Regions from separate parts of the Hordeum vulgare genome. Here region 1 is linked to region 2. The links are chromatin contacts, called in public Hi-C maps. All regions are on one chromosome and are shown on one strand. Each heading gives the region's core, a stretch centred on a gene start, on an enhancer-like site or on the middle of the called end of the contact. The rest is flanking DNA. Distances are from core to core; before and after follow the strand shown. Region 1 has its middle 190 kb from the start of LOC123413208. Region 2 has its middle 63 kb from the start of LOC123412369.

Evidence for each region. Hi-C and Micro-C count contacts between places; a contact is called where the count stands out from the background.
Region 1: a contact with region 2 is called in a Hi-C map of leaf, with 2.4 times the contacts expected there. The contact joins two enhancer-like sites. A contact is called at or near these places in 3 of 6 Hi-C or Micro-C datasets (leaf and seedling).

What each region holds. Positions count from the first base shown.
Region 1 is chr7H:97,462,475-97,469,244 of MorexV3_pseudomolecules_assembly, forward strand. No RefSeq gene overlaps it. Among protein-coding and RNA genes, the nearest start is that of LOC123413208, 190 kb to the right of the region's middle. Within about 2 kb of position 4,172, at least 3 of the 3 cell types and tissues checked have open chromatin away from gene starts, as enhancers often do. A contact at or near this core is called in leaf, where this site is marked.
Region 2 is chr7H:96,750,392-96,756,990 of MorexV3_pseudomolecules_assembly, forward strand. It overlaps the pseudogene LOC123408386. Among protein-coding and RNA genes, the nearest start is that of LOC123412369, 63 kb to the right of the region's middle. Within about 2 kb of position 3,265, at least 1 of the 3 cell types and tissues checked has open chromatin away from gene starts, as enhancers often do. A contact at or near this core is called in leaf, where this site is marked.

The sequences.
Region 1 (6,770 bases), core at 2,922-5,421, 710 kb after region 2:
CTTATCTATATCAAGATGGCTTACGTACACGAAGGACTAGCCTCACTCGAGGTAGATCTTCATGAAGTAGACGATCTCCTTGCCCTTACAAACATCTTCGTTCAACTTCACACGATTTGGAGGCTCCCAAGCGATACCTCACAGAAAGCAACCTGGCGAGGCTACTTTTTGGTTGCAACGAACTCAGTCTCGAATCTACCGAGTCTAATACTTCGGTGGCACCGAAATGTAAAACTCAGATATTTCAAAATTGAACATTTCGATTCCAACAACTTGGTCACTACTTTTTGGTTGCAACGAACTCAATCTCGAATCTACCGAGTTGTTAGGGTTTGGCATAGGTTCGCTGTGGGGTTAACTCGGTTAGGCCAAAAGGGAAAACTTGGTTCCACCGAATTTGGTAGTTTAGGGTTTTGGACAGAATCTTTTGTGAGAGTTTGGTTGAGGCTTTTGGTGGCATATCTCTAAGCACTTGAGCAACCAGATCATCATTAGTACCCCATGCCCTTTTAATACGTATTGGCTTTCCTATGGACTCAATTTTGATTGATTACATAAAACAAAATGTAGAGTTTTGAAGCTTTTGCCAATAAATGTTCTTTGCATCTTATGGGATCCTTCTCATAATTCCTAGCCAATCCATTCATTGAATTTTCCCGTGGAATACTTGATAAGCTCATTAGTTCAATGAACTATATGTTGTTGTTAATTACAAAAACCACCTAGGGAGAAGTTATGCTTTCAAAATGCAACAAACAAAGAGATAACACTAGACCCGTTATTGCCCTATCATGCCCACCACTCCATCACATCTTTTTAAAGATTTTTGTTTGTATAGGCATCTCGAAACTCATCGTAGGCCTCAAGAAAGCGACAACGTTGGTCTTGCCTCCGACTCGGCCGAATCGAGATCGCCATGAGGTCATCCATACTATAGTCCAAATCTTGTCCACGCTTGTTCTCAATGATCATATTGCGGCCACATGACATCCTCCGATGATGTGAGGAAGCCTGTTGTGCGATCGAAAATCGACGACGTCACGCCGTCGTCGTCGATCCACTCGAGCGGCATACAACGGTGCTACGACGACCACTAGGCCACCTCGGAGGGACATTATCTAGCGGTTACGACCTTTACGGGCGCGGAGCGGCGATAATTGGCAAAAAATAAAGCGGCGGTCGTCGCGGGCAGAAGCGAAATTAGAGCGATGGGGAAACGACGGTGGTCATCCGAGTTGGAGGAGGGGAGTGGTGTGGTCGGGGTGAAGATGGCAGCGGGCAGCAGAGTGGCGGCAGCAAGTGGAGATCCAGCATGTGGCGGAAGCGAAATGGTCACACCCAGGCGTCGTGTTGAGCCGAGCGATTTTTAGGCAACAATCGAAGGGGTGTATATTTGTATGACTTCATATTGTATTTGGAGCTACCCATTTATTTTGAAAAAAATGTTGCAGTTGGGCAACCATTGGGAAGCTTTTTTACCTCTTTGTGCCCAAAATAGGGCTGCTATTGGAGATGCGCGGAATAAGGGCAATTCCTCGAGACCTCCTCCAACGCTTGTTGAGCTAGTCTGTCACCATGCATGCACGCGCTCGCACATCGCCCCGCCCAATAAAATACCATATTTCTCGCCTTTTTTGCTTTTGTTTTCTCTACTCGGGATGCTTTGTTGTTTAAGAAAATAAAGTGGCTATTGGTGTTACAAAATTTGAAAACATTCACAAATTTGAAAAAGGATTACATATTTTAAGAAGTTTGTAAATTAAAAAATGTTCACGAAAATTAAAAAATATTGTGAATTTGATATAATTTAACAATTTTAAAAATGTGAATTTCGGAAAAAAAATGATTTTGTTTTTTCTTCTAAATTCCAAAATTTGGAAAATAATACTGAATTTGGAAAATTTCACGAACTTATAAAATGTTCAAAAATATAAATAAATCGAAATTCGATAAAAGAGTCGTTAATTTTGAAAAGAGTTTAGAAATTTTTAAAAAATCATGCATCTGAAAAATGGAAAACAAAGAAAATAAGGGAAAAGGACAGAAAATTATAAAAAACCAAAAAAAGAGGGCAAAAACATGCGAAAAACCGAAAAAAAAAACTAAGAAAAAGAACAAAACCAAAAGCTTCTGGAAGCTTAAAAAAACGGTTGAGAGCTTCACAGAAAACATACATAGATGGGATGCTTGGGGCTTCATAGAAAATACGTGGATGGGCTGGTTGGAGTATGAAACTTAGCGAAGAAAACTATGGCGTGTGATCTGTAGCAATTTGATTTAATTGGCGATACATGCACCAAATAGGATTTGAGCAAAGTCATTTCGCATAGATAGCACACTCATCAGCCGACCCAATTGGTGCTACATGTTTTGTGGATTTTATAACCTTCCAGAGTTCATGTTTCTTCATGTAGAAGGTTTCCGTCTGTTTCACATATGGATTTTCTCGTCCTTCTTTTAACAGATTATGTTCTGCTTCTTCTTGTTTTTCTTCAAGCATTATTTTCTTTTTAAAACAAATGTTCAGACATTTAGAATATTCATCAGAATTACGAATTATAGGAAAACACAAATTATAGAAACTTCGTGCTTCAAATAATATTTGAAAATGTGTTCGAATTTTACAAAGACGTGAACAAATAGAACAATGTTGAAGTTTTAAATTTGTATTCACAAATTAAAATAAAATAGGATATAGAAATACTTCCAAATTTCAAAAAATTATTCTGTTTTTGCAATTTTTATCACAAAAATGTTCATGTTTAAAATTTTCTTTGGAATGTTTTAAAAAAGTTGTCAAATTTCAATAAATATTCCCATTTTAACATTAGTTTACAAATTTAAAGAATGTTCTTAATTACTTGAACGCGAACTATAATAAACCTTAGGCTATAAAAAATCTTTCTGATGTAGTAAAAGTGGGGACCTCCTACCTGCCGTTCATTGTGGCAGGGAGCTCCAGCGCCGCATAGGGGGGGGGGGGTGCTCCTAATGGACCGGCTCAGTTTTATTTCCTTTTTTCTTATCTTTTTCCTTCACTGTTATTTCTATTTGTTTTTTATTTTTTCATTTTCTTTACTTTTATTTAAAGCAAAAACATTTTCCGAATTTAAAGAACAATTTTAAAAAAACGTCAACAAATTTGGAAGCGTGAACATTTTTTGAATCTTGAGAACGAAGTTTTGAAAAGGAGAACAATTTTGAAAAATCCCAAACAGATTTGAAAGTGCAATCACATTTTTCAAGCACAAACATTTTCTGAATTATGAGAACAAATTGTTTTAAACAGGAACATTTTTATAAAATATGTGCAAAATCGTTTTTCCAATTCTGGAAAAACAATTCCGGAAAAGTTTAAAATTCTGAAATATTTTTCCAAATTCCGGAACATTTTTCAAATTCCAGAACATTTTTTAACATAGGGAGCATTTTTTCAGTTTCCGGAAGATTTTTCAAATTCCAAAACATTTTTCATATTACGGAAATTATTTTAAAATTCCGGAACTTTTTCCAAATTGAACATTATTTCATATTTCAGAATTTTTTTACAAATTCCAGAACATTTTTACAAATTCCAGAACATTCTTTCAAATTTTGAAACATTTTTTCCAATTCCATGATATTTTTACAAATTCCAGAACATATTTTCAAATACCAGCACATTTTTTCAAATTCCGGAATATTTTTTCAAATTCCAGAACATTTTTTCAAATTCGAGAACAGTTTTTAAAATACCAGAACATTATTTCAAACTCCAAAACATTTTTTAGAATTGCGAAACATTTTTTTACATTCAGAATTTTTTTTTCAAATTCCGTACATTTTCGAAAGTAAGGAAACAAAATTCAAATTCTGAAACATTTTTTCAATTTCTAAAACATTTTTCGAAAATGCAGAATAGTTTTGAAACAGAAAAAAAAGTGAAAAAAAAACAATTTAGGGAATCTTCTAAAAAGTTTCCAAAACCGAAAAAAAATCCGGCTGAAAACCTGTAGAAGGTTCCCAAAACCGGAAACACTGAGACGGTTAAACGGGCCGGCCCAATCCTGACAACCGCTCGATCTGACTATGCGAAACTGAGGTATTTTGACGCAACGCGCGTCAAATAGGGATTTCCGTAAAAGTGCCCTACAGTACTCCCACGCTATAGTAATCCTGCATTGCGGCAAGCATGCTCTGCTACGACGCCTATCAATGGGCCGGGACTTCGGGCTTTGCCATGTGCGTCCCACCACCTATTTCGTCAATACGCCTATCATAACGAAATTCGATTTATCAAACATTGATCCAATTTGTTTTTGGGTTAAGGAAAAATAATTATTACCCAAGTATCAAATTTAGTTGGTTTGAACTTTTTTCCCACCTTTAGAAGAATGAAGCATAGATACATATAGAGCCTTCGTTCAAATTTTCAAAAAGGTAACCATCCCATTTTCATGTATGAAATCTCTATAGAATCCTTGAACAAGATGTTTTCCATAAGAAAGAAAAAATAAATTATTTGGGATTTTTTAATCCCTTAGTTCATCAGTTCTATTACATAAGTGGATTCCTAATTTTTTCCAAAACTCAAGTCCACAACGGGCACACCTTTGTCTTGTTTATAGCTACAGCTAGGGAACTCTCACAGAAAATGGAGCGCGAGATAGACGGCGCAGCCGTGCAGAAGACCTCAGTTTAGTTTTTTCATGTTCATTTTTTATTTGTTGTCTTTCTTTTTCTACTTTCGTTTATAGCTTAAACTATTCTACATAAATATATTACAAAAACCACTTTCAATAAAATATTATATAAAAATTAACCAAGCATTTTAAATAGTTAAATGTTTACATAAAATGTTCTCCTATATATTAAATTGTATAAAAACATGTGTGAAAAGAGTTAATCATGTATTTAAAAATGTTAATCAAGCATTTGTGAAAATATTAAACAAGTATTTGAAAACTATTAATCAACCATTTGGAAAATGGTCACCATATATTCGAAAAAATATTAAACTTGAATTTGAAAATTTTAAACAAACATTTGAAAATTTGAAACGTCCCAGAGAAAATGTTGACCATGCGTTCAAATAATTTTAATATTGTATTTGAAAAATGTTAATCTAGTATTTTAAAAAAAAAGTAAATACGAGACAAAAATGTTGACCATGTATTCATCAAATGTGAAACTTGTATTTGAATAATGTTAAACCTGTATTATTAACATATATTAGACATGTACCAAAAATGTAAAATGTGTATGGAAAAAATCAGAAAAATAAAAAAATAAGGTTTCAAAAATTATTAATCATGTTACTAAAAGATGTGTTTATCTTTGAAATATTTCAGATGTATACAGAAAATATTGAATGTGTACTGGAAGAGAGTTAACATGTCTTTAACGAAAGGAAATTGATTAAGACAAAAAATCTAATAAAAACGAAAAAGATAATAGAAGGACACTGAGCTGAGAAACCCGTGAAAGAACAATGAAACCAGATAGAAAGCAAAAAATATATATAATAAAAAGAAACAAAAGCAAAAGAATAAACAAATAAATCTTGAGATGAAACAAATAAAAATGAAGAAGAATGAAAATACCGGTAGAAACTGATGAAAGAAATGAAAGAAGCCGATGAAAAAGCAAAGAAAAGAGGAAAACAAAAAAAAAACAAGAAGAAGCACAGAAAAATAAACCCGAAAAACTCAAGCGATAACAGCGAACCCAGCTTCCTTTTTTTGCATCCAAACACACTCATATTACTACGTAATAATGTTCAAAGGGATACAATGCAAGTCCGGCGGGCTTAGAAGACACAAATGGCGCCCGGTGTCGAGACCAAAAAGCAAGCTTGGCATGGCTATGTGCGTGGTATTAGTCTCCCGAGCTTCAAAAATGAAGGTCCATCTCTGAAACAGTTGTGAGATGGCTTCAATTTCCTTCACAATATTTGCATAGGTTCCTCCCGTTTCCTAAGTTATATCATGGACGGCGGAAATTGCTTTTGGATGCCGAGCTTCATGTAGACCAAATTTTTTGAATTTTTCAAAAAATTCGACCTCCACGGCTCCCGGGAGCCAAACGTCCGTTCTTCATGAACAACCCCTTTACAATCTAATGCACCGACCACCTGTGTCAGAAGCAGGTTTGTGGCTAAAACTAGTGCCTCGCAGCAGGCTAGCACCCAATGGCAAAACCACATACAAAGCTGGATAGTTAATCGACTTCTCAGGTTTTTTGTAACATCAACACCTAGATGTAAATTTTTTGTAAAAATTAATACAAATTTACATATTTAACTATTCAATTTTGAAATGACTACACAAGATTAAAGTTCTGGCAGTGCCACTGCTAGCACCTCAAGTGTTGTCGGATCAGTAATTTCATGGCATCTGATAACCGAAGCACCAAGGTACATGCGTGATGAATCCGTGCATACAACACTATATGTCCCCCCACAAGTCCTTCGCGGCTCGCGCCACTGCTCCATCAACCCTGATCTTGGACACTCCAGCAGACGGGAACCCTGATCTTGGCCACTCCAGCAGACGGGGGAATCCACCTTGGTCATTGTGCCCCTGGTGGTGCAGTAACAGCTTTATTCAGGATCTTAAGCAACTTCAACACACGCACAACGCGGGCCAAAATTATTTACAACGTTGAAATAAAGTTTTTAGTGCGCGACATGGCGTCCGCTTTGGCAAGTGTTGCAAAATAGCACGTAAGATTTTGCTTCAGCAGGCGCTGCAAAATGCAGCGCACAAGCAACCAGATGCCTGTATGGCAAC
Region 2 (6,599 bases), core at 2,015-4,514:
ACGTTCTTTGTTCCGGCGCGCCGAGCAGAGACGGTAGAGCGTGGTGAGCGCGTCCTTCTTTCCCCGTGTGGAGACCACAGAGAGCAGCGCGACGAGCGGCATGATGGCGCCACAGGCGCCGATGGTGGCGCGGTTCTCCTCGATGCCCAACAAGCTGAGCAGCGCGCAGGCAGCATTCTGCTTGGCGGAGGCCGTCCCGGTCCGCAGCGCGTAGACGAGCGGCTTGATGGCGCCCGCCGCCGTGATGGCCGAACGGTTGGGCTCCTCCAGCGAGAGGTTGAGCAGCGCCATCATCGCGTTCTCCTGCGCCACCGGGTCGATGCTCCGCAGTAGCGGCACCAGCACGGGGATCGCGCCGGAGACGTCGACAAGCTCGCGGAAGTCCGAGCGGTGCTTGGCCAGCAGCCTTATCCTGGCCGCCGCCGCGCGCCGCGTGTCGGGCGCGGCATCGGGCCCCAACGCCTGCACGCACGCCAGCACAAACGGCCATGGGGAGTCCGGGTGCAGCAGCGCGGAGCGGATGGTGCGCATGGAGCGGCCCGGGCGGCGGGGCGCGCACGACCTCTGCTTGGGCGAGAGGATCTGGGAGCCGGCGAGCGAGACCATGGCTGGCTGGCGTCGGCGGGCGGAGTGATGATGGAGGGAGGGTGGTGTGCTGGTGGTTGCAGAGGATGGTGCGGATGGTGCGCATGGAGCAGCGCGGTGCTCCTCGGGGGATGCCAGGAGGAGGGAGGAGGCCGGGGAGGAGGGAGAGTTGAGCGCCGCAGAGGGGATGGGGGGCAGCGAGCGAAGGCTGACTGGGTCATTGCCATTGGATTCCCGAGAGCTGACGGCTGCCTGCGCTCAGCACGGGACACCCCGCTCGCCTTTCCCGAGGACGGCGAGCACGACGAGGCCACTGAGGCCGCCGCCGTGGAGGACGCCGCCACCAAAGCCTGCACGCAGGACAAGGTGAGCCGTCGGGCCGCGAGATCTGCGCCCGCGCCCGCGCATCCCTCCGCCAATCCCTTCCGCCTCGATTCCGATTTCTTGCTCCTCGATGGAAATTCGTGGGCAGAAGACAGTGGAGATCGTGGGTGCATCACGAAATGGAGGGGATCAAGATCGAGGTAATTGGGAAAGCTATCGAAGGAGGTTGAACCACATCGTGCTCGCGCGCGCGGGATGGATTGGTTTTTTTTACCGCACGATCGAGGGGTGCGAGGAGAGTCAAACCGGTTTAATTGTCGTTGGTTTTTGGAGGGTATTGAAAAAATCAGTGAGGCGACGGGAGTGGGAGGAGGGATCGAGAGGTGGGATTCGCTGGGAGGTCGAACCATCGTGGAGGTTGAACCATCACGACGGCACATCCTGCTTTAATAGTAGAGAAAAATAGACAAAAATAATAAGAAACAAGAAGTAAGAAATAGTTGGTTAAAATTGTTGAGGAATCAACTAAAAAAGAGAAAACAATGACAGAATCTCCCAGAAGCTTCTCAAAACAAGGATCATCGAGTGAGAAACTTTCCCATACCGGAATTATACAGACAACGGTAACCCAACAACTTGTTTGTTTAACTAGCTCTCTAAGAATGAATGTGATGTCCTAGAGCTTACGCTCATGTAAGTGAGCCACACTCTATTAGCACACTAGCTAGGCTTGGATGAGACATCTAGTTGAGGCCTCCTAGTTCGTGCCTTGAGCATGTGGAGAACATGCGCCCATGCATCCACATTTCTAGGTTGGCCCAACATTAAGGCGATGTAGTCGCTCGTCCAAGGCACCTTGGTTCCCTAGGTCACTATTGACCAGTTGGCTGCTCACTTTTCAAAACAAAACAATACAAAGACATTTTAAAAGCTAAAAAATTAACAAGTTCAAAAAAAATTCATGGATTTTGAAAAATTAAATTTGAAGGATTCGGAGAAAGTTTGTGGATCCTGATTTTCCTTTCAATAAACAAGATGCAAACAATGGAAAAAAGTTCACGGGATAGAAAAAGGTTCATTAAAAACTTGAACAAAGTTTAACTAGAAAGTTAGCAAAAACTGAAAACAGTATGCTAGTTTGACTAAAACTTGGTGAAGTTGAAAAACATTCACAAATTTGAACAAAGTGTTGAATTCTAAAAATATTCAAGAGTTTAAAAATATCCTTCAATTTTGACCAAAAACTTCATCAAGCTGAAAAAGATTTAAAAATTTCAGACAGGTCATGCATTTTAAAAGAGAAAAAAAAGAAATAGAAGGATAAATAAATAAAACACAGAAAAAACTATCGAGAAAATGAGAAAATAAAGAAATCGGTTAAAAGCTTCCCAAAACCGGTCTGGAAGCTCCTCTAAGGGTCCGTCTGATTTCCTCCAGCTTCACAAAACATCACAAATCCAGCTTCTCTTCGTGTCTTCTAGCTTCAGCTAGCGATCCAAAATTTGTATGCTTCAATCGGCAGCTTCTCGCATCATTGCAGGCCAGCTGGGAAGGATGTGGCAGTCGAATTTGGCAACTCCTTGTAAATACGACCGATATTTCGAGAAGGAGGCAGCGAACCGTTATGTATGACAGTGGCAACTCCTTGCAAATAAGGTCGAACATCTGATTTTCTAATCGGTGGAGCTGGGTCAACCGAGCTCCAGGTTTTTGCAGTGTGCTTTGGCTCAACTTCGAGAAGTTAGCTTCTTGATGCAAAAGTGTTCTATTCAAAATCTTTTTTGAATTTGGTCGAGTTATAAGCTGAAGGAGATCAGAACATGCCCTAAGTCTCCCAAAACAAGCGCTCATAGTTAGGCTCGACTGCCAATTAATGGGTCGGCCCATGCCAAGAATAATCAAAGTGGGGTCTAAGTCGCAAATGAAAAGCCATATAACCGGCTCTACGAGCGCCAAATAGGAGTTGGGCTTCTCACTTCCCTTAGTCGATCTCTTTGCTTGATCGATGGTTCTTCCACTACTTGTTCATGTAAAATCGCCATAAGTTTTTAAGAAATATTCACAAAAGTTAGAAACAATCCAAGAATATAAAAGGAATACTGAATTTTTAAGAAGAACGAATTTTAAAAAATCAAGACATGTTAACTAATTGGATTTATTTAATAAGTTTTTCATGGAAAAAACAAAACACAAAACCAAAAACAAGCAGTAAATAATCTGGTGAAAAAGACCAGATATATTAAATATAGGAAAATCGAAAAAAAAGGAGAAGAGAAAGTTCACAAAACCGAAATACCACCTACATGGAACGACCCGTTGCATACCAGGTGGCTGTGGGCTTTAAGCGCCGAAAAGAATTCCCGAAAAGACTGCCTAGAATACAGCCGAGAGGAATCACCCGAGGCGCAGATATGCATCGCTCATACCGAGGAAATCAAACCTATTTTTCCTATCTCTTACTTAATTTCGTTTTTTCACATTTGGCTAGTTTAAATTCAATATTAACAAAAAAAATCAGGAATAAAGAAAAAAATGGATAGTTAATAAGCCCATAAATTGCAATAATTTACTTAAATGTCAAATAGACATAAAAAAATTCAAAATCAAATCATGAATACAAAAAAAATGGTCACAAAATATTTATGAATTTGGAAATGTTTTATGAATTAAAAAACTTAGTAAACCCTTAAAAATGTTCACGAGTTCTTTAAAAATAATTCTTTGCAGATTCAGAAAATGCAGACGAATTCAAAAATGCTCTCACAATTTGGAAAGGTTGTGGATTTGAAAATTGTTCATCTAATGAGTTCACAATAATTAAAAAGGATAGCCAAATTCAAATAAAATTCAAGAATACATTTTTTCGTAAAATTATAAAATGCTAACTGATTTTTAAAATTGTACGCGAATTGGAAAGCATGTTAGTGAATTCAAAAGCAACAGCGGAATAAAAAAATAGAGGATTCTTTAAACCATCCCTGAATTTGTAAAATGGTCACTAATTTAAAAAAATGTTCTCAAAATTCAAACAAACTTTAGGAATTCAAAAACTTAATAAATCAAAATTAATTTGTCAAATCGAATGATTTTCACAAAGTTCAAAAGATATCTACGAATCCAAATTGTAAAAAATGAAAGCAAAAAAAGGTAAAATAAATTTCAAAATAGGAAAGAAAACTTTCCAGGAAGTTTCCCAACACGAGATGTGGTGCTCCCAAAACATAGCTAAAACCTCCTCCAACGTAAACATTTCTCGACGATTGAATTTTCTGTAGCAAAGATAGCTAATGTCTATTGATCGCTCGTAATGTTTAATGGAATTACATCAAGATCGTGCAGTGATCCTAACCACAAATGGCTATCCAGGAGGAGGGGTACGCTATATCTAGATATCATGTATGCTTCAACATTCAAAGCAGGAAGATCATGGCAGAAATTAAAACAAGAAAGTAATATAACACTTTCTCCAATTTCCCTAGTAATGTCATTTTATCCAGAATATTCCCTACATAATCTCAGTTTTCGGAAAAAAGTTTTTCCTTTTGAAAAGAAGTTAAAAAATTGATAAAAATATATTAAAATATTAAAATGAAAATTTCTGCAAATATTTACTTTTTTAAAACTTATTTGCCTTTTTGGAAAATATGCATGATTTATATATCGAATTTTAAATATATATTTTGAAGATGTTCATAATTTGAGAAAAAAATGAGTTTAATTTGAAAATAAAGATGTTTGAGATTTTACAAAAATGCTGAATTAAAAAATGATTTTAAAATAATGTCCAAGTTATTTAAAGAGTATTCTAAAAATTATTAAAATATTTGGTTTTTCATAAAACGAATTAAAATCTAGCCGATAAAAAAAACACTCGCTATAAAAGGTTCGGATTTGGTACAGTGAACGGGTAGTTGATGGCCACATTATAGTGAATCCGCTCGCTACAATCGGCTGGCGCAGTTCAGGCTGCTGTGGTTTTGCTAGAATTTGTATCTATTTCCGGAATCACTAGTTTAGGCACCATGTGCGAAGAACACTCCCATCTTCTTAGGCACTGATAAGTGGTATATTACATGTACGTAACTTGTTGCAATTGTGTGGCCAAATCCCGAACATTTTTATTGTTCGATTTCTCGCGTCAAGATCTTCGAAACTATATCCAATGTTAATAACTTTTGATGGACTTCTTTTTTAAGAAAAAAACAATGAGACCAAATAAAAGAAAATACAAGATAAAAAAGACAACACAAAAAGACAGATAAAAAACAAACAAACAACGGACAATAAAAACCCTAAGGGAAAAAAGGAGCCAAAAAAAATCTATTGCTGCACGAGAATTAAGTATGTGCTTCTCGCGGAAGAAGAATTTTTTTCTTATTCCGAGAAACAGAACTATGATAGTTGTACTTCCCGGGTAGCAAATTTATGCCTCCACGAAAAGCAAATATGTGCTTCCCATGGGAGGATATTTATTCTCTTTCTGTGTGCTTCTCGCATAAGCAAATTTGTGCCTTCATGAATACTCCCTTCGTTCCAAAATAAGTGTCTTAAGCTTAGTACAATTTTATACTAGAGCTAGTATAAAGTTGAGACAGTTATTTTGGGACGGAGGGAGTAGTAAATATGTGCTTTTCGTGGAAGCACGTATCTTTTTTCGATGCTCTACGCCATTTCTTTTTCAAAAACCTTGGGGAAACTGGAAGAAAACCAAAAGGCCCAAAAAACAAACAAAAAATCACATCTAAAACCAAGAACGAGTAAAAAAAGGAAATCTAGAGGAAGCGCCCAGCTCATGATATACGGCGGTGATGGGACGCACCACTTCTTACTACTAATTTTCTCTAGATGAGCTGGAGGCTCTAGTGCCATGTTCAAGCTAAAAGCTGTGAAAGCAAGTCAAGTAGGAGAGTGTTGTTTTGGCTCCTTGGTGTAAATACACCTATTATGAAATATATATAAAACTAACTTTTTAATGTTAAAACACTTCAAACCATAATTTTGTGTGTACATCCGGATGTCTATGTTCGCACACAAAATTTTGTAAAGAAAGAAGTTTTTTTGTGGCATGTGTAAAAAAGATTAAAAAATGTCTTATGAATAGTTATAATCAAGCAATAAAATTTATCTTTTTTACAAAAGCCACAAAAAAATGTATTTTTCTGCCGAAACTTTGCGCACGAACATATAATATCCGGATGTACACGCGGGATTTTGTCGCGATATTTTTTAAATGTGTATTTAGACAATAGGTACATCTATATCCATGAGCCAAAATGATTTTTTGGTCCAGTAGTGCGAGATGATTTCGTCAAACAAACTTTTGTGTTCCCAAGGTAAAACCCATTAAAAAAGTGTCATGCAGAAGCGCCGGGAGCTAAAGTGCCGGTTTGGATAACTAGCGCCTGCAGAGCTCGTAGCTGGGCTGTTTATGCAACCGACCCATTTCGTTCGTTCGAATGCTACAAAAATTATTATTTTTCATCAATGGGAGTAAGGGGACACGAACTCCGCTCGCCTACAACAGCACCAACAGGCACCAACCACTAGACACAGCTCCCTATGAACCAAAGTGAATTTCTGGTCCAGTAGCGCGAGATAATTTCGTCAAACAAAGTTTTGTCTTCTCAAGGTAAAACCCATGGAAAAGTGTCATGCAGAAACCCCCATTTTGTTCGTTCAAACGCTACAAA